Regions from separate parts of the Anas platyrhynchos genome. Here region 2 is linked to region 1. A link is a contact called in public Hi-C data. All regions are on one chromosome and are shown on one strand. The core of a region is the stretch at or near the end of the contact, and the rest is flanking DNA. Distances in the headings are between cores, read along the strand shown. Region 1 overlaps PCNX2 (pecanex 2). Region 2 holds the start of SIPA1L2 (signal induced proliferation associated 1 like 2).

Region 1 (4,896 bases), core at 1,464-3,963:
GCCCTCACAAGATGTCAATACATCAATAAGTCACATAAGGCTAGCTCAGATATCCCCAGCACCAAGCTTAAATTCACCCTGGGAGGGCCCTGAGCAAGATGATTCCCCCTCACCTCCACATTTACTGCTTTATGCTATAGATACAGCACTGAAATAGTTTACTTTAGGAAAACCTCTGCAGTTACTGCAGCGATACCTGTTGGGTTGCAAAAATGGTAAGCTACTATGGCATGACTGACTTGGTCTCAGCAAGAGCTATACTGAAATTAGATCATGGTTACTTGTGGAAAAGATTTAATTTGAATACTTGTTGCTCATGCTGTTCTAAGTGGGGTTGATACACTAGGGACCCTGCTCAGAGCTCATTACTCGTCTGCCTTGGGCTCTTACTACTTCTGTATCCAAGCAGCTCAGAGCTTTTACCTGATGCAAGGTAGTCAATATCTACTGTTCCCATTTGCCATAAAGGAAAGACAAGCAGGAAGAAAACAAAGTCATTGCCTACGGTCACCCAATAAGTCTGTGCCAGGGCAAAAACAAAACTCATCTCGCATATCCTATGATTGCCCCCAAGAAACTTTATTAATTTTAGCAAACTCAACCTTCCCTGCTTTTGGGGACAATTCCCAAAACCTGTCTTGAAACCCTTGTTAAGCCCAACAAAAGGAGCTTCGCAATTGTGGCTGCCCTGAATATACCTGGGTGTTAACTTAAGCTGCAATGGCTAGTGTTGTGCTAGGACAAGGTTCAGTGCCTGGACTGCTTAGAAGCAGGGCTGAACTATCACACCAACAGCTTGAAACACACATACTCTCTTTTTCTCTGCACCAGGACTTGCTAGCTCTATCTGGACCAACAGGAATATCAGCAGCCCTGATTGTCACTAGAGGAATCATCCTGCCTTTGGTCTCTGAGACACACAGTGGGTTTTTTGTTTGTTTTTTAAACCAAGGCCTTGACTGGTAGCAGGTTTGGATGCCAGACCTAATATTTGCCAGCTGCCACTCCAGCAGAGCTACCAGACAAGCAGACACGAACGCTCCCCATGTTCTTAGCCCTAATGACTTCCCCTACACTCTCCACTCCTCCTGCTACAGGCAGAAGCAGATCTGTTCCACATATTCAGGACAGCTGTCACATTCCCTGTGGGCAGTACTAGGAAATGAGGACTTGGCTCAATTCGACCCAGCTGATGGCCCAGCCCTCCATAAGAATGCATCTCCTTTATGGGTTCTGTACAGCACCTTGCCAACAGACAATAATGAAACCGTACAGAAGTGATGCAAACTGACCCAAGAGCCTTGGTCTCAACCGACAGATTCGGGGAGGCAAAGAGGCGAGCAAGCCTAAAGGCACACTTCCCAGGAAAAAAGTTTCTCAAAACAGCTAATGAATGAAGCCTTTTCCATATTTTGGAAGTGCCCTACTGAAGGGTGACCTTGTCCAGTTTGATTGCCTTGTTTCCCTAAGATGAGCCGTCCTGTTCCTTGCCATTGTGAGCACAATCCTGGGGTTCCCTGTTCACAGCAGGAAAAAGGCAAACGTAGCTCAGGGCGTTCAGGAACACTGCTTCAGGAATCCCTGCCAAAAATGTGACTTAAACACAGCAAGGGAATAGTGTCTCCTTATATCTTCTTAAGAGAAGGGTTATCTTCAATAAGTTACTGCATTGTTAGTTATCTTTCTACAAAAGCCAAATAAAAGTCAAGAGCATTTTTTTTAATTGGCCCATGTCTTCTATTCCATGTTTACCAAGAATGGAACTGGCAGAGTGATGGATGGATACGCCAAGATATTCCCCTGGTACTATCCTCTACTAGTTCTCAGAAATCAAAATCATTTTACTCGTAAGACTTCTTCCAAGAATAATCTTGGAGATCAAATTCTCTCCCACCAGACTCGAAGATAACTGAAAAGCCAGGAGAGCCCACAGTCTGTTTTGTTTGCTTTCAGCAGCAAAATTCACAGCTCCACCTACCAGCAATTGGCAGAAGAGCTATAAGCAGCTGGGACACTAACTGTGGGAAAAAGCTGAAACTTTAGATGCCTGACAAGGCAATCAGGGCACTGGGGATGGAAAGACAGAGCCACCAAAGCAATAATTTCAAAACTGGGAGTTGTCTTCTGGCATTTGTCTCCTTCCTATGCCTTTTATTTAATCAGCCTCGTATCTCTGTATCTTTTCTTACTCTTCCCTCATTTTCTGTTCCCCTTAACTCCTGTTTGCTAGTTTTTTTATTCTTTATTCTTATTTTCCACACAACCTCCTCCTCACATTCACCTGCTAACTCCCCGATGCTTACACAGCTACTTAAATGTCATATTTCATCTGATGACATTATCACACTGAAAGCAAATACCAGAAAGAAATGTGATGGTGGTATTTGTGTTTTTGTAAGCCTGTAAAGTAGATTCCATAGATTTATTACCATACTTGAATAGGGGCACTCTCTAATCATAAAATCACTGTAACAAAGCTGATGTCAGTATAACATGGAACCTTACTAAACAGAAAATCTGTTCGTTTGCAGAATCAAATTAACGTTATCAAGATCTACTATGGTAAACCATACTGCTAATGTAAGCAAAGGTATAATTGAACCAAATTTTGAATAATAAATTAATAACTAAAAATATCTTTGGTAAACATACAACCCATGCAGATCCAATGCAGAAGATACATAGCACCCTCTACTGATAAATGGTCATAAAGCCAGGAATTTTTTCCTGGCTCACAATTCAGTTTTGTAAGAACACAATAAACATAAGCTAGTTGAGCAACGGTACAACAGTGGAAGTGTTTTACTATCACTACACAGCACTGGAAAAATCTTCCTTCTCCCTTTTGGGTCACTGTTTGACAGGACATACGTGTGCCTTATACTGTTGTCAATTTAGCTCAAGCTATTCAAATATAACCCAGCCTGAGTCATCCCCTTCGTTAAGGATTAGCTAACCTCGAGTCTGAACACCTCTCAAGGTAAGCTCATTACAAAGACACGTTACACAATTACAAAGGATTCCCTGCTTAATAAAGATGTTTTGCAGGGCTTGGCTAACTTTCATTTTAACCTCGATATAGGACAAAGTTAAATTAGGACAGGCAACCCTGTAACCAGTGTCACAACAGTTGCAATAGCAAACAGCCGAACTCCTGCATACAAAAACATCAAGATCCCATCAAACTGCTTCAGGAAGCTGTCTAGGTCCCTACTAAGTGTAACAGCATGCCACATAAATATCTACAGCTATAATAATACAGTTGAAGCCATTTGTAATAACCACTAAAACGCCACTCTTAAGTCCAAGCAGCAATAGCTGTGAACCAGGGCGAAGTCCAGAGGTGGGAAGCTCCCTTTCAGCACAACAATCACCTCCAAGGTATTCATCTGAGGTGCGTTCAAAATACCTCCAACTGATACCGTCACAATGACGTGAAAGCACAAATGCAGCTGTCTGAAATGAGATTTGAAGTCCCGGATCGATAGCAGCTCACAGCTCCCTGACAGCACCTCCACTACTTGATCCCATTGCTGACGTCTTCCTACCGTCACCTCAGCAGCTTTGCTCCTTCTCACCTAAAATGCCTTCCTCACCATTTTATGTCCTCATCGTCTGTACACCTCACCACCCAGACCTCTTGCTACAAGTCCACTCGCCTGGCCTCCACCGCAGAACCGCCAGCACTAACCTGGCCAGACTATTGCATAACCCAGCACTGAGGCCAAATCCACTGGGTGGGGGAATTGCCTCTTCCAGCAGCCCGTGATTTACAGCTGCCAACTGTCCTATGACATAAAGACAACTTAAAAACTAAAAGGCAACATAAACTATATAAGCAAGTTGAAATATGCAAAAGCAAGAGCAGCATTAAGACTGGATGATTGTGTGAGAAGCCCAATCATAGCAAATAGGGAAAAACTGAATAAGCAGCAGCAATCTTCACTTATTTTGGAAAGAAATTAGCAGTTTCAAAGAGAATAACGTTAATTCAGAATGCATACTTTAACTTCCCTTAGTGATTACAGCTGAGGGGAGTACAAGCTAAACATTAAGTCTCTCTTAAATCTTGTTGACATTTTGTTACTCATCCAACAGGACTTCAGGAGTGGTTTTTATTATTTGTTTAGTTAACAACAATACCACCCCTAACAGTAATAAGATACAGTACACAAGTTTACAGAATGGGAAAGCTGGATGCACTAATTTACTGACATAACAGACAGAAAATGATATAAGGCCACTGTTAAAGTCTTGTAAAGTACTACAAGAGGAGCAGCAGCGCACATCATATTCATTAAGTGAGACACTACTGCTTGGTTCACCCTTGTTTCTCTCTTTTCAGATTTTATTTTTTAAATTTTTGTATCAAGGAGGTAAATCAGTAATTTGTAAGCCTATTACTGACAACACAAACAGCACAGACTAGTTAAACTAGAGGATGAGAAGAAGCAACTTTACTGGAATTAATGCATTAGCAAGCACCCACTGCACCATTATCTCCAGTCTTTTAGAAGATCCTCTTGAGCTCTCAATCTGAAAGTTGGGGTAGACACAGGCCCCAGAAACTACAAGACTACTGAAGCTCCCATTCCTGAGCAGGATTTTGCTGCCATCATGTGGCAGCACCTCCCCATTCTGTCAAAAGCACTTCCCTGCTCTGTGTTAAAAGAGTGATAGGGGGGATGAAAAAAAAATAAAATAAAATAAAACCAGGAAAAGATTTGAAGTGGCCACACTAACACAAATGTTCTCTCCTGTACCTAGCAAGCCAGCAGAAAAAGGAGAGGCTACTGAGTTTTCAAAGAGTATTTTTTAAGAAAATCATTAGCTTTATCAGAATTCAAACATCACTGTCTTCAGTGCACGCACATACCCTATACTTATATATAACAC
Region 2 (4,943 bases), core at 1,935-4,434, 280 kb before region 1:
TGATGTAATTACACTTTCATGATCCAAACAAGAGTCTACATATGTTCTAGTTAAGAACTCTGGTGCAAAATAATCCCAATGACATTTCTACCTACTGCTGTCCTGTCTTTAGTTAAAACTAGAGGAATATCACCAACCATAATCATCCCTCTCAATCTCTGGTTTATTCAGTTATGCCTAGAAATGGGTTTAAACCCAGGGTCAGTGCTTTATCACAAAGGAAGGCAGGGTCTCTCTCATTTGATACTGAGAGAGTAAATCAGATATTTAAGTTCACTGTTTCATAGTAAACTACAAAAAAAGAAAGACTGCTAATTCACATGAAGTCCTAGCATTTATTTTTATATATATATATATATATATATATATATATATATACACATATACATATATATATATAACAGTTGTATGGCATCACTGGTCAGTGTCACAAGGAATTAGTGTTATTCTTAATGTAATCTGTACAAAAACAAAAAATAGAGTATTTTCAAAATAAGTGTTACCCATACTTTTCCATCTACTAAAAGCTAATTTCCTGACCAGAGGTATATACTGCAACAGTCTTAATGAATACTTGGCATTGGATTCTCAGATTTGGTAGACAGTTATCACAGTAATCCCCCAGAACAACTCAGAAAAAAACAGGGCAGAAAGACCCTGTAAGGAGCACCCCAGCCTAAACTTCATGAACTAGCCACATTTATAAGAGGATGAAATTTCCCTTGAAAGTAGAGGTAAAGTTAAGACCAATGCCATTTTATAAGAAGTAATGTTTTAAAGCATTGAATACTATCTAGCATATCAAAAATTTTGACTATGAGTGCAGCACCATAGCAAATAACAAACACTGCCGCCTCCTCTTTCCCTCGCTGATTCACAGTGCAGCTTACCCAAACACCAGTCAAGTCTGAACACAAACGTAAGACAAAGTACAACACTTTAAACTGAAAAGCAAAAATCGCAAGGAAAGAGAAGGGAACACTCATCAAATCGTGACATTTCAAGCTGCCAGTATGGCTACTGTTGATAATCTTGGATGACTACAGTGAGAAACTAGATAACCCAGCACCCCACCCTCTTTCCACAATCAGTAGCCGGTATCTTATATTTTCATATTAACATTGCATTTCTCACTCGTTATTACCGAACTAGATCACTGATAAGTAAAAAGCATGAAGCTCCTGGAAATATTTTAACATCCAGCCATCTAAATGTAATCTGAATCCCAGCAGCTAAGGCAAGGAGATGATACTTGCTCTCTCCTGCAGGTACAACTGCTGCTCTGCACGCAATCCTAGGGGCAATGCCCGACTACCACATCCAACATGAAGCTGACAGTGATGAAAGAAGTGCCTTGGTTCACTCATAAAGGTCATCACGAAAAGGAAGGGGTGTTTTTGCCTGTTTAACCACTGCCTCGCTTAGTTCCTTGACTCTTGTCATTTCCAAAAGCATTTCACAATGTACTTAAGTATTAGTACATATCAGTCCGTGTCTACAGAACAGACCATATTATCTTTCTTTCAGGATGACAGCACAGAAACCTTTAAAATTCCTTGATTTGCACAGTAAGCAAATACCAGCTAGAGAAAGATTGAGCTTTTGTTTAGTTCTGGGTTTCACATTATACCCTCGGCATCTATGAGTGACATCTTTAATTGATCCAATATGATTGGTGAAACAGCCTGGCATCCTTACAAGCAACTACTCCTTGTCATACCTAAAGTGCTGCGTGACCTGGTAAGGTAACCCACTGGGCATGCAAAACCAAGACAACACGTTCAGAGACCTCTCTGTGATCTTGCTTTATACGAATGCTACATAAATTATAAATCAACTTTTGTATGGTAATGCATCATAGCTCTTGATGATTTAAACATTTTTGCATTAATAATAAAAGATATTTCAGAGATCAAGTTTAAGACTTGAGTATTTCAGAGCTACTACCGAAGAAACAAACAAGGAGCAAATCTGGCACTCCACTGACAACAGGGGCAGTTTTGGAAGGACAGAAGAAATAAACTAATAAAGCATCAGGCCCAGGCTTTCTGATACCTAGCAGGCTGTGATGCAATGTGTACCTGAACCCAACTCCAAAAGATTTCAGTCCAATATAGCTAGGCACAAAATCTAGGGGAAAGAAAGAAAGAAGAAAAAAAAAAAAAGTGCAGTAAGATTGTTTATCTATTAGGGATCTTTCTAAAATGAAGTCCAACAAAGTAAGCAATAACTGAGACGATGGTATTGTTTCTTTACATGTTCAGCCTTTCCTATCCAACTGCCTTCCTTTAAAGGAACCTGGGGGTTTTCAGAACTATACTGCAACTCAGCAAGCTCCCTTTAGGTACTGGTAGTGTGTATACAAAACGATGCCTGTAAGCAGCTGAACTGATGAAAGGGCTGAGCTGGATCAGCTCGCAGGCAAACTTTAAGTTCTCCTCGCGTCTAACCAGCGCTGAACCGCTCAGGAAGGCAGCTTCCTATTCACACGCAGGGGAAAAAAAAAAAAACAGAGACAAACGCCGGAGCAGCGGGCTGCAGAAGCAGATGACACGCTCGCCTTCCCCGGCGGATAGCTGAGAGAAGCAAGCCATCTAGCGTCAACTTCCCGAAGCGGGGAGCGCACACAAAAGAGCCGGGGCGCACCAACGCCAGCGCCTCCCTCCCAACTTCACCCGCTCCCCGCGGCGGCACCCCCAAAACTCGCTCCCAGCCGAGGGGCCGGGCCCCCGGAGCTCCGCCAGCTCCCCCCGGGGCTCAGCCCCCAGCTGCGGGCACCCAACTTCGGGGCAGCGCCGCCGGGACCGCCCGCGACCCCCGGTCCCGAGCCCCCGGTCCCCCCCGGGAGGGCTCCGCAGCCCCCGGGGCTGCTCGCTCCGGCCCGGCCCCAGCCCCGAGCCCCGAGCCCCGTCCTTACCTGCCGCTGCCCTGCCTGCGCCTGCCGCGGCCGCGGGACCCCCATGGCCCGCGGGGCTCCGCTGCCCGGCTCCCCTTCACCGCCCCCTCCCGCGGGAGGAGCCGTTAACGGAGCCGGGCGGGGGGGCGGGAGGGGGGAGCAGCCGTTGGGGTCGCGCGCGCGCTGCTGCAACCGCTGCAACCGCTGCTGCTGCCGGTGCTGCTCCCGCGCCCCCCGGCACCGCTCGCGCTCTGCCCGCCGCTCGCTGCCGAGTGCGCCCCAGCCGCCGGACGGGGAGGGGAGGGCGGGGGCGGGGCCTCTCCCCCTCTCCTCCCCGCCCACAAGCCCGCCCCTCCTCGTCATTGGCTCCGCCGGCTCTGCCCCTAGGGAAAGCCGGTTTCTCATTGGTCAGCGGGGCTGTCGCTCAGGGCCCCGCCCCGCCTTCGCCCTGCCCTGTGAGGGAGCGGGCGGCAGGTGGGGGGGGGGGCCAGCCCCGAGCCTGAGGTGCCGGCTCCGAGCTCTGCCCCTGCGCACCCGAGCCCGGTCTGGGCGCTCGAATTTCCCTACATTTCCCTACATTTCCCTAAATTTCCCTATTAAAGTCCTGCGGGAGGCCGTGTCTGCGATCCCGGGGCTCGCTGCCACGCACACGGCGGTTGGGAGCCTCTCCTCGCTGCCCGCCCTGCGCTGGGCTCAGCGGGCAGGGGCTGCCCAAGCGCACAGTCAAGGTGCAGCACGCCCGAGGCCGGCCGAATTTGGGGTTATTGTGCTTAACCCATCCCCTAACGCGCACCTCACATCCACACTCGTACACCTAAGCACAGCTTCACGCGGGCTGGTCGGCGGGACAAACTTTAAGCCATCACAGTTTATTATAACAACCCTGGCAGACGTGACTCTCACCGCTTAGTGCTCGGATACCTGAGGGAGTGTTACTTTTGGGGTCGAAATAACACGTCTGAGCGCTGCCAGTCCTCTGCCGAGCCGCTCGCCCAGCTGGGCAGCGGGTTATTTCTGCACAGGAGCAAGACCACGGGGGATAATGTTATTGCCTTGGCGAGGAACCTCAGGAAAACAAATAAATAAATAAATAAAAATAACGATGTTATAGATGGTATCCTTCCTGGAAGGTCGCTTTATTTAAGAACTAGAAGGAAAAAACGCCAGGGGAACGGTGAGGAGCTGTGAGTGAGCGCAGGCTGCCCCTCAGGAGCTGCCCTTGCAGCGGGCGCTGCCAGCCGCCGCTAGGTGTCCCCTGCTCCGCTCGCTGCTTTTTGCGGGTGCTGCCTGCTCAGTGGCCGACCTGCCTCGGCTGTGGCTGATTTCCTGCAGCCTGGCTCGTCAGTGCGGCCGAACTGTTCCGTTCTCAGCTTGGCTGCGGTTCCTGTGCGAGCTGAGGAAGGCGGGTACGGCGCTGTGCGAGCAGGTAGCAGAGCCGTGGCGTTTTGTGTGCTAAGAACAACATTTGCATCTACTTACTGGGTTTTATTTTAAAGACTCGTTTTATAAAGCATTTTGGATGCAAATCGGCTTCCTCCAAGCATATTCCAACTGCAGTCCCAGAGAACACTACGCTGAAACAACATCGGGCTGAAGTTATCTGTAAGTCACGGCATTTCCTTACCAAATGAACAAATGCTGCTCAAGCCCTACCAGACCGCAGCGCTGAGATTAACTCCTTCCTGCACCTAGGGTGAAGTATGTCACAGGGCTTAATTTGGAGACGAGAAACACTTACATATGCTGCCGATGTGGTGCCTCTGAGGCTGCCGCCCACCAGTGAAGATCAGGCTGACTGTGGCACAGCATGTGAACAGGGAGAGACTTCTCAGCTAGCAGAACGCGCTTCGCGATGGAATCGTGCTACCGTACTGTTGCTACCTCACTTCACAGGCCGAAACGATTACAGCCAGCAAGCCAAATGTGTTTCGGTTGTATTCCCAAAATTAAACATTACCTGCACCTTGACAAGATCCAGCACACTGATATGTAATAGGGTTTTGCTGTGAGAGGAGTCTGAAGGCTTTCTGCAATCACTTTTTTTTTT

The links. A called contact is a pair of places that touch in the nucleus more often than the background predicts.
Region 2: a contact with region 1 is called in a Hi-C map of subcutaneous adipose tissue, with 4 times the contacts expected there. The contact joins the promoter of SIPA1L2 here to the enhancer-like site in region 1. A contact is called at or near these places in 4 of 8 Hi-C or Micro-C datasets (F1 follicle, F5 follicle, skeletal muscle and 1 more).

Annotation. Positions count from the first base shown.
Region 1 is chr3:43,428,973-43,433,868 of IASCAAS_PekinDuck_T2T, reverse strand. The region is part of intron 5 of PCNX2 (pecanex 2); the gene reads right to left. Among named protein-coding and RNA genes, the nearest start is that of PCNX2, 34 kb to the right of the region's middle. Within about 2 kb of position 2,713, at least 1 of the 8 cell types and tissues checked has an H3K27ac peak or open chromatin away from gene starts, as enhancers often do. A contact at or near this core is called in subcutaneous adipose tissue, where this site is marked.
Region 2 is chr3:43,706,763-43,711,705 of IASCAAS_PekinDuck_T2T, reverse strand. It overlaps SIPA1L2 (signal induced proliferation associated 1 like 2), which reads right to left and starts at 3,184. Exons shown (of 22, transcript XM_038176234.2): 1 at 2,918-3,184.